Linked DNA regions of Sus scrofa: all the other regions are linked to region 1. The links are chromatin contacts, called in public HiChIP or PLAC-seq and promoter capture Hi-C maps. All regions are on one chromosome and are shown on one strand. The core of a region is the stretch at or near the end of the contact, and the rest is flanking DNA. Distances in the headings are between cores, read along the strand shown.

Region 1 (3,187 bases), core at 380-2,879:
TGGCTCAGTGGTTAACAAATCTGACTAGCATCCTTGAGGTCTCAGTTCTATCCCTGGCCTTGCTGAGTGGGTTAAGGATCCTGTGTTGCCCTGGGCAGTGGTGTAGGTTGTAGACTTGGCTTGGATCCTGTGTTGCTATGGCTGTGGCTTAGGACAGCTGCTACAGCTCTGATTCAGCCCCTAGCCTGGGAACCTCCATATGCCGTGGATGAGGCCCTAAAAAGAAAAGAAAACAAAAAAAAAAAGGAACTGAGAAGGTCCAAAGATTCATAAATGGAAAATTAAGATTATAGGATTAGCAGTTTTCGTTGTGGCTCAGCAGATTAAGAACCTGACCTTGTCTCAATGAGGATGCTGGATTCCATCCCTGGACTCACTCAGTGGGTTGCAACCTGCAGAGTACGTCGCAGATGTGGCTCAGATCCGGTGTTGCCCTGGCTCTGGATAGGCTCCAGCTGCAACTCCGATTCATTCAACTCCTAGTCCAGGAACTTCCATAGGCTGCAGGTGTGCTGGAAAAAGAAAAAAATTATAGGATTAAACCTTAAAAAAAAATCTAACTTGATCTTAAAATACTTAAGAGGTGTATTTGCCACAGTCAAAAGTGAGTCAATAGGAAAAATGTTTTCAGCCAGCAGCATCATATATATGAGATGCAAAGATAAAAATGCTGAAAATCTTCATCTCTCCTCATCTGTGAAACAATTCAAATGTTGACATATCTATAATGGGTGAAAACTTCATGTTCAAAAAGTTTTTGGCATAGAGACCCCAGATGTTCTGTGATAATTACATAAGTACAAAAATGCGTATCTTCATACATATACATAAGGTGTTACGCTGTTTCATTGATATATATATATATATATATTCAGTGTTTTCACTAAAAAATGAACTATTCTTTTGCTAAGTTTGACGAGATGTTTTTGGTCCTGTTGTTTTGGAACAGGCCGGATCTTTCGAATCCCTAAATAGTTCACAGATGTAAGAGTTTAAGAGTCACGAATCATATACCCTGTTAAGAAACCACCCTGTGCAGATAAGTAAAAGCCCATATTTCATTTGAGAACACTAATTACCATAATCCTGTGTAACCAAATGACAATGGAGAATTGACCCTTCGTCAGTCCTAAAAAGAAACAGCAAAACCGTCTTTGGTTCTCACATGTATGCGGGAACTGCAAAGCAGAGATTGGAGAAGGCGAGGAAGACGGGGCACCAATTATTGCAAGTTGTTCGACCAAGCTGTGAGCCAATCCTGTTCCACACGGTATCCTTATCGTCCGCTTCTGGCGGAGCAAACTTCTTCGTCCAGTCGCGCCAAAATCAGCGACACCGCCTCTCGCCTCTTACTCCCCAGAAACCCCGGGAAACAGCTCATTTCACCCGGCCATTGCACAAAATCCACTTTCGAATCTCTCCCGCGAAAAGCCCTTGACGTCATCAACTCGCGACCACACCAAATCAAGACCCACTATTTAGCCCGCCCACCACTGCCCCAACCAGAACTGCCGTTTTCAAACCGCCAATCAAATTCTTTGCTGGATGCGAGCCTCTGAGGCGGCCGCGATCTCCGAGGCCCCGCCCCCATGCCGAGCCAGCCCACGCCTGTGACGTCTACGACGGACGCACAGCCTCTGGGCCTGTCTTTTCCGAGGCGTAGCGAAGGACGGTGTCGCTCATCCTATGACGCGGAAACAACCACGACTCTAAGGATCGGGAGACGGGAAGGATTGAAGGACGCAGTCTCTGGCCCTACTCTATTTTGGGAATTGGACGGAGTAAGTTCTAAGTGGACTATGGGGTTGCCCTGGCTAGGTGAGATCTAAAGTCCTCAGTGCTTTTTCATGCAGTCCATTCTATCATCTGTCGTCCTTCTCGCCCTGCCCCCTCCCACGAGTCCATCACTTCGCCTGTCCTAGTTCTCTCTGCGCACGCGCAAAAGTCCTCTGGCAGTCTTTGTAGTTCCAATCCTCAGTGGTTGGGGGCGCTTGTTGTCCGATGTTGGCAGGTTTAGGGCAGCCCCGCATTTTCTGCTTCCACGCGGAAGGACGAGAGGGTAAATAGCTTTGCTTCGCAGGTTTGCCTTTTGGTGGCAGGAGGCTAACGAATGTGAGAGTTTGTAATTTAAAATTAAGTCATTTTCTCGTTTAGAACTTTGCGCCTTGTCATTCGAAGAACTAAAAGTCCAATTAGGGAAAAGAGCCAACAAGTAAGAACTAAATAGTGTATGAGTGCACTAATAAATACGTAAGGGAAAATAGATGAGGCCATTAATTAGGGAACACGTGGTAGTGGAAAGCTGCAGAGAGTAAAATGCCATTTAACCTGAGCTTTAAAAATTGAATAGGAGTTTATAAAGCAAGGAAGATGAGAAGACTCATTTAAAGCAAAGGCATGGAGACAAAGTGTGTGGGTATCGCTAAATAGTCAACTGTGACTAGTGTTTCTTAACCTTTATGGCATCCATTTACTTGTTAAAAAAATCTGTCGTTGATGGGGGAAAAAAATGTAATGTATACATGTAAGGATAACTTGATCCCCTTGCTGTACAGTGGGAAAAAAAAAAAAAATCTATCATTGAGCCTCCCAGGAAAATGCATGTATATATTAAACCATTTTGCTATAATTTTTTTGAAAGAAAAGGTGTGAAAGACATTGAAGTGGCCAAGAAAAAAATAAAACTAGATGTCTTGTCTAGCTTACTCTTCCAGGTTATCTCTGTCTTTCATTGTCACTTAATTTGTACAAGAGTCATAATTTTACCTTTTCATTAAAATTTATCTTTTAAAATTTTCCTGGGATTCACAAGAAATCTTAAAACCCACCTCAAATTCCATAGACTGCAGATTAAGAGTTCCTGAGTCAGAGCATTGACTGCATGGTGACAGGTTGCAAGAGTTTCTACTAAAAGGTAGGCAGTGTGGAAGTCAAGCATACCTGAGCTTGCTTACTTACCTAGCTTTAGCCAAGTTACTTAACCTTTGAACCTTCATATAAAGGAGTTAAAAGAAACAACCCAAAGGGGTTGTGAGGATTAAAACCCTGTATGTAAAGTAACGGCATTGTTACACAGTAACTTTTATTCTTTGCTAAAGCCCATGAAGTCCCTTGGTTTATTTAACAGTTTTTTTTAAATATATATATGTATATATTCAGTTATAAGAAGATGCTAAGGAATTTCTAA
Region 2 (3,038 bases), core at 146-2,645, 280 kb before region 1:
AGAGAGGACAAAAGGAGAACTTATTCCAGGTATGGTATTTCTTCCGAGGAGAGACTTTTCTTTTTTATTTTATGAGAAAACGAAATTATTGTGTTATAAATTAAATAATGTATATTTTCTAATCCCTCAGGCATGGTATCAAAATCGTTGTTTGTTGGAATGCTTGTAATTCATTAGATTTTAAAAATTAATGGAAGAGTTCCTGTTGTGGCGCAGTAGAAACAAATCCGACTGGTATCCATGAGGAGGAGGGTTAATCTCTGGCCTCACTCAGTGGGTTAAGGATCCGGCTGTTGCTGTGCTGTGGTGTAGATCACAGACTTGGCTTGGATCTGGCGTGGCTGTGGCTGTGGCGTGGGGGGGCAGCTGTAGCTCCAATTCAACCCGTAACCTGGGAACTTCCTTGGGGGTGGCCCAAAAAAAAAAAAAAAAAAAAGAAAAAGCACTAACAAATGAAATGTAAATACTGTAATATTCAAGAAGAGAAGGTTTGGGGTTCCTGGGCCAGAGATCAAACCCGCGCCAGAGCAGAGCCTTGAGTCGCCACAGTGACAACACCAGATATTTAACCTGCTGTGCCACAAGAGAACTCCTATCATCAAAAATTTTAAGTGATCTAAATACTGAGTATTTAGTACTTTAAAAATAGCTGAATACTTAAGTATTTCCTTTTTCTCTTTTGTTGGAAAGCAGAGTTGGAAACCATCCAACTTGCCCCAGATTTGTTACCCAGCTATTAATCATTCACTTTCTTAGTTGGGGGAATATATCAAAACGGGTTTACCGAGATTTATCAAATTACTGCTAATGAATCTCTCACTCCTTCACCAGGAAGGATAACTTCTTTAACCCAGCAGACTCAGAAAGGACTGAGAAAATTAAAATATTGTTGACTTCAAAAACTTTTCCAATAAAATGTTGTTAACCATTTAAACATCTTTCATGTACGTTCGATTTTTTGTGTCAAAATTTAGAGTCACAGATTTAGATTGAAGACAATATCCACTATGCAACATGATTCGACGGTCCTCGCTGTCAAACCAATCAGCCCAGTGAAATTTTCTATGAGCTAAATTCTAACTTCATTTTTCGATTTGAAAAAACAACGTGGTAATAATAAAGGTATCCTGGTGACAACAAACTCAGTTCTGCAAACTAATTCTAAAATAGATGGAGCATTGAAAGGAGCTGTAACATGAGTTTGTCTTTTGATAATAGATCAAAAGTAATGTCATGTTCGTTGTTTTCTTTCCTTGGCTCTCAGGGACGGTCTCTCATTCTACTTCAATCCAAATAAGGAGTTTTCTTGCACTTTTTTAGAAGTGGAAACTTTTCTGTAGTAATACAAATCCCAGAATGCCTTTCGCCAAAGCTATTCCTAAAGGGGCGTGTCTTACGCGCAGAGCTGCCGAAAGTCCCGGGGTTAAATTACACAACCCTGTTCTAAGACAGGCTATATTTTCTTTCAAATTCCTACTTCCTGAAACGGAGGCTGTTTATGAGAAACAGTATGTTTCAGGAAGGTTGTGCTATAATTAACTTTTTTTTCCCCCGAGTTACATTGGCTGGTTTTAAAGTGCTTTTCCTCTTCTACGAGATAAAGGTGAGTATCGGTCTTTTAATGACAAAACGCAGTAGGTGTGGGTACAAAAGACGGCATAAATTTTAAGGAAGTGTTTTCTTAAACTGTGACCTTGTTTCCACCTCCTGGTCTTGTCTATGTTTTAAATAACACTGAAACTCTGAGGACATTTGCATTTCTAAAAACTCCCCAGAAAGGGAGGGGGAGAGGAAAGACCCCTTTGAGCAGGGAAGTTATGTTATTAGGAAGAAGAGAAAAGAAACCCGGTTTTTAAAAGGTTTTAATAATAATAAGTCCTGAAGTCATGGGCCTTACTAGAACTGCTAGTGGGCATCTGGTTTTATCATTGGCTCCAGATGTTTGATTAAAGAGTTGGTATTACTTATTTGCAAATTAATCCTGGGACGTTTGCCTAGAGTACCTAGGTATTGCTAACAGAAATATCACTTTTATGATGGCCTCAATAATTTTGCCAGAAAACAGATAGATAAGGCTTGAAAATGACTCTTTTCATTTGAGAAGAACTGAAGGGAATTCTGGATATGGAAAAGCATGATGTAGAGAGAAAATATCTAGAAAAATTAAATTCCTTCGTGTTTCTGTTCAAAAGAGTCCTTTCATTAACCAATTTTAGACTTTTTAAAAAAATAATGACTTTGAAAGCCGCAGATTGAAACCTTTGACATTTGCAGGTGGATGAGGATGCAAAGAGAGGCAGGATCAGAAATCGGGAGACTTTATGTCACAACATTATGGCACCTCTGCTTGTAAAACTTGCTTGTCTCCTGCCTTGTCTTTTACTGTAGCTAGAACTCCTAGGAGAAACAACACTTGCTTTTGGTTGGCTGATACTTCATTGTTAAGAATGTTTTGAATTCCTTGCATGTAATCACTGTTGCTGTTCAAGTCTATACGTGATGTTTCAGCGTAGTCCTCATATTCTTTTTGTTTCTCCTCTTTCCTCCCTGATCTGAAATTCAAATAAAAAGAGCTTATAATAATTGCATCACAGACGCTGTGTGCCCTTGGGTCTGGCTGGTGTGTCAGCAGATTACGTGACTATAACATGTGCATTATTTTGGGTAGGGGTGGGCGTTGGTTGATTTACCACTTGGAAGATACACTAGACCTAAACAAATAGCAAGTCAACTCTTTATATTCACTGACCAAAATGATTCATTCTCTCTTTGTATAGATTCCTATTGCACCTCAGATTGTATTGTGTCATTGGCTTGTGCAGGAAGCACTCATTGAAATCTTAACCCCAGGACACCTAGTTACTATATTTTCTATGGGTGCATAATAAGCACCAAAAAATATACAAAATTACCAACCAAGACTTGTCTGTTTATAATTGTCTTTCTTTTCTATTAAAAAATATTTAGACTCTCATCATGTTTCTGATGTCTGATGTACACTTCCAAAAGCTGTAGGTTATTTAATAAGAAATATCAGA
Region 3 (3,051 bases), core at 340-2,839, 330 kb before region 1:
CTGCCTGAACAAGTGCCATATAAATGAATTCCTTAGCTGTGACAAGATAAACACATAAATTTTATCAGAATACACCTGTCTATTGTCTTTATTGATTTCCTACCCATGCCCAAAATTAGGGTTAGAAAAGCAATACTGTATTGAGCCAATATAATTTCCTGCAGGTTAGTTTAAGGTGTGCATATTGACAATATGTTCCTTTTTGTTGCTGAGTAGTATTCTACGTAATGGATATACCAGTTTCTTTTAAACATTCCGGATTGGAGTTCCCGTCATGGCTCAGTGGTTAATGAATCCGACTAGGAACCATGAGGTTGTGGGTTTGATCCCTGGCTCAATCCATGGGTTAAGGATCCTGCGTTGCTGTGAGCTGTGGTGTAGGTCACAGATGCGAATCAGATCTGGCATTGCTGTGGCTGTGGCATAGGCTGGCAGCTGTAACTCTGATTTGACCCCTAACCCGGGAACCTCCTTATGCCGCAGGAGCGGCACTAGAAAAGGCAAAAAGACAAAATAAAATAAAATAAAATAATAAACATTGGGGGTTGAATTTTCAAGACTATTTTGCAAATATATCTGCTTGATTTCAGGGGCTGCAATGGGGAAAGAAATAGCCATTATTCATAAGTTATTCAGTCATTCTACCAATATCCAATGGCAGACTACTGGGCCAAATATATCCCTGGGCACTTGATCAAAAAAATTACTGAGATCCAAACAAGGTCAAAATTAGGGCTAAGACTGAAACCCAGGTGGGTCTAGAATTCAGGAAGCAAGAAAATGAGTATGTCAAAGAACATTTTATCATTAATAAAATTTTCAATTAAATTAAAACAGGCTAAAAATTGATGTGACTGATTTGTTAGTAATTAAAGCTTCCTATCTACTTAGACCAGGTGTTTGCTAAGCTACGCCTTATAACCGATTTTAAAGCCAACCAGACAAAAACTCAGTTTTAAAGAAAACCAAGTCGCATCGGAGTAGCTGTCTCTTCCCATCTACCACAGTTCGAGAAACACTCTTGGACAAGTCTGGTGTCCCTGAAAAACCACGGTCCTCTAGCTTATTTCCTCTGGACTCCAGATTTGATTTTAGACAAAACAAATAAGGCCAGTAGGGCACGGTTAGTAAATTTCCCTGCAATGTTGACAGTATGGCGATTGAAACGCAAACTGGAAGCCTGAGAGAAAAAAAATTCTTGGTGCTTCCAAACAACCACAATCAATTCCCTGACTCTGTTAGCTATGTATGGTGTAATATAAACAAAACCTAAGCACACACCTCACAGACAAGTGACCCCTTCACACCTGATGACTCCCAGGCTGGGGCTCTAGGGAAGCTGCTCACAAGGTTTTGGCACAAAGTTCGAAAACTGAGCCTAGAACTTGAGACGCCCGGAAAGGCTCGGGACCCACAGTAGGGAAGGCGCGAAAAGTAAAGATTTCCTGGTTAGGTCAAGGTCCAACAGATACCCACACCCACAAATTGAACTGCGTACCCAGTAGCTGGCGGAAGTGACGTAACCGCTAGTCGCCCGAGGAGGCGGGGCGGCCAAAGGAGCAGCCTATTGGGGCCCGGGAGAGGCCGGAGGTGTGGCGGCGTCGGTGGCGAGGCGCGGGCCTGGGCGCACCGGAGGGAGGGGCCTGGGCGCGAGGCTCGCGGGGACTGGCCTTCTTCGGCGGCAGGAGGCGGTCATTCGAGCTGGGTTTGGGGCCTGAGGCGAGTGAGGGGCCATGCGGATGGCGAGCGAGTCTACAGCCCGCTGCCCGGCCCTCCTCCCTCGCACGGCGACGACTCGACGGCCGCTCGAGTAACCACTGCTTTTGTTCCGAGCGCCTGTCCCTTCCGTCGCCCCAGCCCCTCACGCCGCCGCGCTCCGGCCGGCCCGCCCTCGGTCCCCGAACACCTATTCGGCTCGTGCTGCGCGGATGCGGCTGCCGGACCTGGGTTTGGGCTTTGAGCGGGAGGAGGCGGAGGAGCGGCGGCGCCTGGGCGGCATGCAATGGGGAACTGCTGCTGGACGCAGTGCTTCGGGCTCCTCCGCAGGGAAGCCGGGCGGCTGCAGCGTGTAGGAGGCGGCGGAGGGTAAGCCCACTGGGGGAGGGGCCCGGCGCCCGCTGGCTCCTCCTATTCAACCTCTGCCGGGGAACCCCTTTCACTCCCCCACTGGCTTGAAAAGGCTGGGAGCCCGCTCCCTTCACCGCTGTACTGGCGTGAAGAGGGTGGTCGTAGTGGAGGCCCTGACCTGGAGGGGCCTCCCAGGGAAACAGCTAGAGGTGAGGGCGGAGTGTCGCTCCTGCCACCTCCGAGCGAGATTCCTCCGGGCGCGCACTGTCACGCGATAAAAGAGTCATGGGAGGCATCGTCTCTAGGAAGCAAGGGGCACCTTCCCACGAATGGACGGTAGAACAGGATCCACAGCAACCCGAGGACACTCTACGTTGGGCTTGGGTTTAGTGCCAGAGGTGGTGGTAGCTTCCGTTTTTGATTCTCTCTTGACTCTGACAGAGCAGGTGGAGAATCTGCTTCCAAAAAGTTGATGTCTCAGATTTTTTTTTTTTTTTTTAGAAGTCGTTTGGATGCTGGAATAACATAAGATTCCAGACCTTGAGCAGTTCTTTGATAAGTACAAAGACACGAATTGCTGGGTTTCCAGCGGGCGTTTGGATTCTTGGTGCTGATAACAAGAGGGGCAGAGTGTAGCTTTTTCATATTAATTTTTTGGAATTTCGAGAGGAATGTGTTACCTTGATTGCTCTCTGTAGCACAAGGGAAATCACAGCCCTTCTGAACCTGAGATCTCTTGATTAAATCTGAGATATGCATAGATTTTTCTACTCACAGAATCCATAGAATAATAGAATTTCGTAATTATTCCATTTTTGTGTGTTTTATTTCATGAATTATTGAAAAGCATAAATTCCTTTGAAATTGGCTTTGTTGTTTTTAAGTATCTCCCAGGAATTCAAACTAAGAATTGAAAATCTCAAGCCACTTTATGTTAAGAAGTAAGACATTAATTTGGCACTTTCTGGAACAGATTGCTAAATT
Region 4 (3,388 bases), core at 281-2,780, 420 kb before region 1:
TTCTGACACTACCTACCTGGAGATAAGATCAGAGATCTCATAGGCTAAGGACTCAGTTCCACAAGACTGAATCCCTGCCACCTCGCTCCAACTTCACCTCACCACACACACTTCAGATGCCAATCGTGAATCCAAGTTGTTACCTGTGCTTCTACCAAGCAGCTCTATATTGAAGGTTCCCACCATCCCCTCTTTGGGTTCTATCAACTTGCTAGAGCTGCTCACTGAACTCATAGAAACATTTGCTTACTTTTACCAGCTTATCATAAAGGATATTACAAAGGATATAGGTGAACAGCCAGATGAAGAGGTACATAGGGCAAGGTATGTGGGAAGGGGTGCAGAGCCTCCATGCCCTCGCTAAGCTGCCACTCCCCCTCCCCCATCTCCATGTGTTCACCAACCTGGGAGCTCTCTAAATCCCTGTCCTTTGGGTTTCTATGGAGGCTTCATTACACAGGCATGATTGACTAAACTGTTGACCGCTGGTGATGGATTCAACCTTCAGCCCCACTCCCCTCCCTGGAGATCAGGGTGTGAGACTGAAGTTCCAATCCTCTAATCACAAGGCTGGTCTTCTGGCAACCAGACCCCATCTTTGTTACCTAGAGGTTATCCAAAAGTCACTTCATTAAGATAAAAAAAAGATATCTTTATCCCTCTCACCAAACTCCAAGGTTTTAGGAGCTCTGTGCCAGGAATGGAGACAAAGGCAAAATATATATTTCATATGATAAATCACAATAGTAAGAAAATAATTACTAATTAGATGTGTCTTCCTTACCACACACTGAGAGTGACATATTCTTACCCATTTAAAGAAATACACACAAATGCAGATACACCACCAAATGCTCCCAAGGCTCCAACAGCCAACACACAGCAGGGAGGCACTCAACAGAGAGAGACCTTCAGAGAGACACAGGAGGTAAAGGGAACAAAACAGAGAATGTGGATTACTTGCAAAGGATGGACAGCACTCGGGACAGGCAGCCAGCAGCACAGCCGGGCACACCGCCTGCGCCAGGCAAGCACAGAGGGCCCCGCTGAAGTGTGGAACTCTGTGTCTGTGTGTGTTCCCCTCTCTCACACCTACACACGCTCTCCTCCCTCCCTCACAAACACACTCTCTTACATATACCAGGTCTTTCTTCCAGTTTTTATCACTGTCTTACACACACAGTCTCTCCTATGCACCTACAATATCTTATACACAATCTCTCACAGTCGTACAGAGTCATACACAACCTCCCTCGCATAGTTTCTCTCAGTCTCTCTCACAAACGTGCGCGCGAAAATACACATTCCCTGTGCTAAAGCTCTCACACACACACACAATCTCTCTCTCTCTCTCTCTCTCTCTCTCTCTCTCTCTCTCTCTCTCTCGTTGGCCCCGCCCCGCCCCGCCCCGGCCCCTCCCCCGCGTGGGCTCCGCCCCAGCAGCCGAGGGCGGGGCCAGCCGGTGACAGGAGGGGCCGGGCCGGGGCCGGGCTGGTACTTCTGGCGACCTGGCCAGCCGAGCGCGCTCTGGAGACGCCTGACAGCGGCGAGTGCGGCCGGTCCAGGGCGGCCCACGGGCGGCGGTCGCTGCCTCCCGCTTCGCGGCTTGGCCCCTCGGGCAGCCGTCCCGGGCAGCGGGAGTTGGCTGCGGGATGTGCTCGGCCGGAGAGCTGCGTGGTGGTGGCGGCGGCGGCGGCGGCGGCGGCGGCGGGGAGCATGACGAGAACGGGGACGCGCTGGCTGAGCGGGCGGCGGCGGGGACGGAGTCGGAGCCGGAGCCCGGGGCGACCCCGCGGCGGCGCGGGCGGCGGCCAAAGGAGGAGCTGGAGCAGGTGAGCGAGGAGGGACGGTGCGGTACGGCCGGTTTCCCGAGCCCCACCCGGCGGCGGAGGGAAGTGACCCGGCGGGTTGGCGGCGCCAAGCTCTGTTCCGCGTGGGGCGCTGCTGCTCGCCGCGGCGTTCGGGGAAGCCGCCGCGAGGAGCGGTTGGACGGCGCGCTGCGCTCGGGGCCGAGCCGCGGGGTCGCGCCTGTGCGCTGAGAAGTGCGGGCCCGGAGTCGCGTGCGCCGGGGGATCAGCGCCACCCTTACCCACCCAAGGGGAAGAGGGTTCTCAAGCCGGCGCTCAGAGCTCTGTGGACGGCCCTTCTTAACCGTCATTTACCTAAAAGCCTTCCTTGTAAACACTCCAAGTCCGCACCCCTAGGAGTGTTCCAGGGGACAGCTGCTCCCCCCACCCTCCATCTTGGGTTTCTGAACCCACATCCAGCACCTCTGAAAGGTGTGGGTGTATTTCTCCAGACACGCTATCAGTATCTGAAGGCATGTGTGGGAGCCAGTATTACAATAGATGTCTTGACAGGGACTCTCCGATAGCAGGCTTTTCACATGAACACAGATGAGATCTAGACTTCATTTTAAAACTGAAAAAGCAAGAAAATTGCTTTCAGTTGGTACCAAAGGGGGAAAAAAGTATGAGGCTAGCCATAATAAGGGAAAAGAGAAGTTAGGTAATTTTTGAAACTCTCTGAATTTGCTTTCACTTAAGTACAGCGCTTATAACACATCATTTACCTTCAAGATTAGGCAAGAAGTTTGAGAGAGATTGAACTGTGTGTGGGATGAATTTTCACCAGCAAATATTATAGTAATTAGACCTTCAAAAATACCCGAGATAAGCTAACCTTCAGAATCACATTAAGGAGCAGGAATTCTAATGATTGCCTTTATTACTGCCTTTATTACAGCCTATACTGTTGAGCTCAGTTGAGGTCTCTTGTTATCCTTCTCCATCCCTTTCGGTCACGTTCTCAAACTCCAATATCATCAGTAAATGTACTAATAGATAAAGTATAACTTCTAGTATCTCAGCCTTATATTTAGGAAAGAAATAACTGTGTGGCACACACAAAATATGCCTTAGCATTTGGCTTGCTTACCATGTGGAAGTGTAGTTTTTCATTCTTTTGACAATATAAGAGATGGTGACTGAAGCAAATAATTGGTAGCTAGGAGATCTTCCTGATTACTTTCCTGGTGGTTTTCCCCCCATTAGCTGTACCATGACTCAGTAGCTAAAGAGCTCTTTCCTCTTACTTTAGTTTGTTCAACTGGAAAAGTGAAGAAAACAGCAACAGGAACTTCGGGGGAGAGGGGGTGGCGTATACATTTGAGCTGAAAGTCCCAAAGTACATTTTGAAGTGGTTGTAAGGAAGCATGTAAAATACTTTATTTAAGCTCCTGTGGATTTTTCATCATTCGTAGCTCTGGTCTTAACAAAATTGCTTATGGAACAAAGAAAAGGGATGAAATAAAACAAGAATGACACGTATGTTCTAGAAAACAGGTACACTTTGTATACCTGATCTTTTAACTGCATATCATGAAATT
Region 5 (3,375 bases), core at 778-3,277, 310 kb after region 1:
TTGGGGAATACAGTAAGTGTAACAAGGATGACAGTAAACACCCTTTGAGAGTCTTCCTTGGTCAGTCTTATGAAGAATATAAAATATGCAACACGACCATGGCCTCAAGGAATTTACTGTCATTCATTGCAGGAGACAAGGAAAGATAGAAATTAAAATTTAAGAATGACAAAAGAATAACAGTGATACAAAATAGAGAAAGTTTTATCTTTCCTGGGACAGAAAGATATGCCAAATTAATGTCACTAGTTCAGAATGATAGTTTCAGTGGCTGCTACCACCATCTATCAGTGATAGATGCTTTTCTTCTAGAGCATTGCCTTGTCTGTCTCTGGGCTTGTGTTTGTAAATGGAGGAACCTCTGTACAGCACTAAATGGCAGATGATTCGGCCACTAAGTGTAAATAGCTCATGTGATTTGAGAAGCATGAATAAGAAGAAAAACATTACTATTTATTGAGCTCTCACTATGTGCTAGGTCCTGTTCTGGGCATTTTTTTTTTCTTTTTTGTTTTCTAGGGCTGCACCATGGCATATGGAAGTTCCTGGGCTAGGGGTTGAATCAGAGCTGCACTTACTGGCCTACAGCATAGCCACAGCAGTGGCAGATCCGAGCCACATCTCCTACACTGCAGCTTGCTGCTTGTGGCAATGCCAGATCCTCAAGCCACTGAGGGAGACCAGGGATCGAATCTGTATCCTTATGGATACTAGTCAGGTTCTTAGCCCACTGAGCCACAACGGGAACTCCTCGAGGCATTGTAATGTATTAACTCATTTTATTCTTGCAACTCTAAGCGGTACTATTACAGCTCTAATTTTATAGATATGGGGTCCATAACTTTCTAGCTTTTTGGGGGGTGTTCCCAGTCTAGAGGTCTAATTGGAGCTACAGCTGCCGACCTGTGCCACAACCACAGCAATGCCGGATCCTTAACCTACTGAGCGAGGCCAGGAATTGAACCTGCAACCTCATAGTTCCAAGTTGGATTCGTTTTCACTGAGCCACAACAGAAACCCCTAACTTTCCCCAGATCTTTTAATTGGCAATGCGGGAGCCAGAATTCTCCAAAACAGTCTGTATGCTGCGGAGATCATGTTCCAAATTATGCTGCTGATAAAGTTTATTTCTACTCCAACAGTTTTTTCTTTTATTACCAACAAACAGATCCGAACTTGTTTTCAAAGAGTTTACAAGCATTTAAAGGATTAGATGACATAGTGGTAGATATTGAAAATCTTACCTTTCATTATTTACCTTTTGAATGGCAAGCTCTGAATTGGAGTAGCTTTAAAAATACCCGAGATATGTGAGTGCAGACTTTATTTGTGCGATCACAGTTCTTATCTCTCTCGATTTGGGCATCTTTAGGTCTGAGAAGCTTGATTTCCTTGTATGAAGCAGTTATTGTCATTACTCTGTCATATTCTGGAAAGAATTCCTATTCTTTAGGCCTAGCATTCCCTAAGTGTTCTGTTGGTTATGATGTTTTCAAACAGCTCCTTTAGTGGATGGATTATAGAAATGAGGGGTCCTTGAGAAGAGATAAGCTCTGCCATTTAATAGCTGAATGGCCTCTGGCAAGTTATTCTAAATCTTTGTTTCCTCAGCTATAAATGAGGGTAATGATAGTATGTACCTCATGGTGTTAAATTTGGAATATTAACTGAAGCACTATTTTAAAGCACTTGGGACAGTTCATGGTACATACTAAGCAATAATTGAAAATCCTGTTTATTATGTCCATGACTCCAAAAATCATATATTTTCTTCTAGGCAAAATATCAGAACCACATAGCTTAATGTGTTCAAAATAACACTTTCACGGACTTTAAGTTATTTGATTTTTATAAGACCCTTTTAGATGAGTAATGCTATATTACTACAAATATGTATTTTTAAAATGAGAAGCTTAAAGGTCATGGTGATTAGGTGACTTGTCCCTGGCTGCTCATCTAAATGTGGGTTAAAGGTGAGCTAAAGCTAGGACTTCAATGCATCTCTCTCGACACCTTCTCCCGACTTCTGTTCCATCATTCTGTATTGTTTCTTTTCAGGAGTCCTATTCACTTGCAGTGTATATTCTATCCACCCCCATGTGTGTTGTGGTGTGTTTGAGTGATGGGTTATACCTTAACTTGGCTTGTCAAGTTAGACGGTGGTATGTTCAGCAAACTCAAACTAATATCTCATCTTTTTGTATATTTTTGGTTTTCCCCAAAATGGTATATTTTAAGTTGTGTTTTGGTCACACACAAAAAAGCAAGTTAAAAACAAAACCAAGGGAGACAAAAAAAAAAAAAAAAAACATTGGAAATAACCGTGTTACTTTTTTATTCTGATCAATGAGACAGTGCCACCTAGTGGATTTTTTCTAGATAGCTGAATTAAGAAAAAAATTAGAGGAGGTTAGAGCATATAGTGGAAATAAATGAAAAATGATAAAAGGAGAAATGTAAGACATGGGATCTGTTTACCATTTTAGAATCTCTAGTATACTGCTAACCACCCATCAGTGGAATATTACACTTGAATGCAAGCACCATAATTTTTCTTTTCTGTTCATTGCTGTATCCCCAAACCCAGATCAGTGCCTGCCACACAGAAGGAACTCAGTAAGTATTCATTAAATGAATGAACTGTTAGAGTTGACTTATTTTTAAATTAAAAATATTATTCATAATTTTCCTTTTGCTGGAGAATTTCCTATAGTTAATATATAAAAACAAGCTTGTCATTTTTATTTGTATCCTAGTTCCTATTGTAAAGTTAGCTTGCTAATATTTGGTGGAAATTAAAACACATGTGTTTTTAAAAAACTGAAGTAAGGCTTGGGGAAATATTTCCATGACTAATTTGTTAAATTTGCTTGGGAAATGGCAAGCCAATTGGTAGAAAATGGGAAATCTGCTCATAGGCATATAAATCCAGTCAAATTCAGAAGCAACTAAATTTAAAAAAATATAATAGCAGAGAAAAATCACTCTTTAACTTTTATTTTAAAACTGGGTATTCCTTAAGGTGACTCAAAATTCAGAAAGTACAAAAAAAAAAAAAAAAAAGTGAAAAGTCTCTCTCCCTATTACTGTCCTCCAGCTACTCAATGCCCTTACCTAGAAGCCACCAAAGTTATTTTCCCATGTGTCCTTCCTGAGACATCTTAGATGTGTGCAAATGAATATATCTATTCGCCAAATTGTACCTGTTATTATAAAACTAATACACATCTTAAAGCTATTATTTTAAAGAACAAAATTTGATGGAAAGCTTATTTGTCTCAACTTTCAAAATATGCTTTTAATGATTAAAAATGGCAGTGTTTATAAAAAAAAGGGCAGTGTTTTCCTATTGAAAAAATTCTTTTGAGAATTCCC

Evidence for each region. Promoter capture Hi-C pulls out the DNA fragments that hold promoters and counts their contacts. HiChIP or PLAC-seq counts read pairs in DNA pulled down with a chosen protein or histone mark.
Region 2: a contact with region 1 is called in a promoter capture Hi-C map of liver, with 3 times the contacts expected there. The contact joins the promoter of ALPK1 here to the promoter of LARP7 in region 1. A contact is called at or near these places in 2 of 5 promoter capture datasets (fetal liver and liver), 1 of 47 Hi-C or Micro-C datasets (liver) and 1 of 2 datasets of contacts at active chromatin or transcription factors (alveolar macrophages).
Region 3: an H3K27ac HiChIP or PLAC-seq map of alveolar macrophages shows a contact between it and region 1. The contact joins the promoter of AP1AR here to the promoter of LARP7 in region 1. A contact is called at or near these places in 1 of 5 promoter capture datasets (liver), 1 of 47 Hi-C or Micro-C datasets (liver) and 2 of 2 datasets of contacts at active chromatin or transcription factors (alveolar macrophages and skeletal muscle).
Region 4: an H3K27ac HiChIP or PLAC-seq map of alveolar macrophages shows a contact between it and region 1. The contact joins the promoter of C8H4orf32 here to the promoter of LARP7 in region 1. A contact is called at or near these places in 1 of 5 promoter capture datasets (liver), 2 of 47 Hi-C or Micro-C datasets (heart right ventricle and liver) and 1 of 2 datasets of contacts at active chromatin or transcription factors (alveolar macrophages).
Region 5: an H3K27ac HiChIP or PLAC-seq map of skeletal muscle shows a contact between it and region 1, with 15 times the contacts expected there. The contact joins the enhancer-like site here to the promoter of LARP7 in region 1. A contact is called at or near these places in 4 of 5 promoter capture datasets (fetal liver, fetal skeletal muscle, liver and 1 more), 28 of 47 Hi-C or Micro-C datasets (adipocytes, adipose tissue, alveolar macrophages and 17 more) and 2 of 2 datasets of contacts at active chromatin or transcription factors (alveolar macrophages and skeletal muscle).

What each region holds. Positions count from the first base shown.
Region 1 is chr8:110,088,231-110,091,417 of Sscrofa11.1, reverse strand. It overlaps LARP7 (La ribonucleoprotein domain family member 7), which reads left to right and starts at 1,629. Exons shown (of 15, transcript NM_001243815.2): 1 at 1,629-1,781. ZGRF1 (protein ZGRF1) reads right to left here and starts at 1,498. Exons shown (of 26, transcript XM_021101668.1): 1 at 1,166-1,498.
Region 2 is chr8:110,366,358-110,369,395 of Sscrofa11.1, reverse strand. It overlaps ALPK1 (alpha-protein kinase 1), which reads left to right and starts at 1,395. Exons shown (of 15, transcript XM_003129245.6): 1 at 1,395-1,603.
Region 3 is chr8:110,419,086-110,422,136 of Sscrofa11.1, reverse strand. AP1AR (AP-1 complex-associated regulatory protein) reads left to right here and starts at 1,589. Exons shown (of 10, transcript XM_003482454.4): 1 at 1,589-2,085. The coding sequence starts at 2,003.
Region 4 is chr8:110,502,970-110,506,357 of Sscrofa11.1, reverse strand. It overlaps C8H4orf32, which reads left to right and starts at 1,530. Exons shown (of 2, transcript XM_013978951.2): 1 at 1,530-1,832. The coding sequence starts at 1,653. The region is part of intron 1 of LOC102158976 (a long non-coding RNA gene); the gene reads right to left.
Region 5 is chr8:109,777,128-109,780,502 of Sscrofa11.1, reverse strand. No RefSeq gene overlaps it. Among named protein-coding and RNA genes, the nearest start is that of ANK2, 120 kb to the right of the region's middle. Within about 2 kb of position 2,027, at least 2 of the 83 cell types and tissues checked have an H3K27ac peak or open chromatin away from gene starts, as enhancers often do.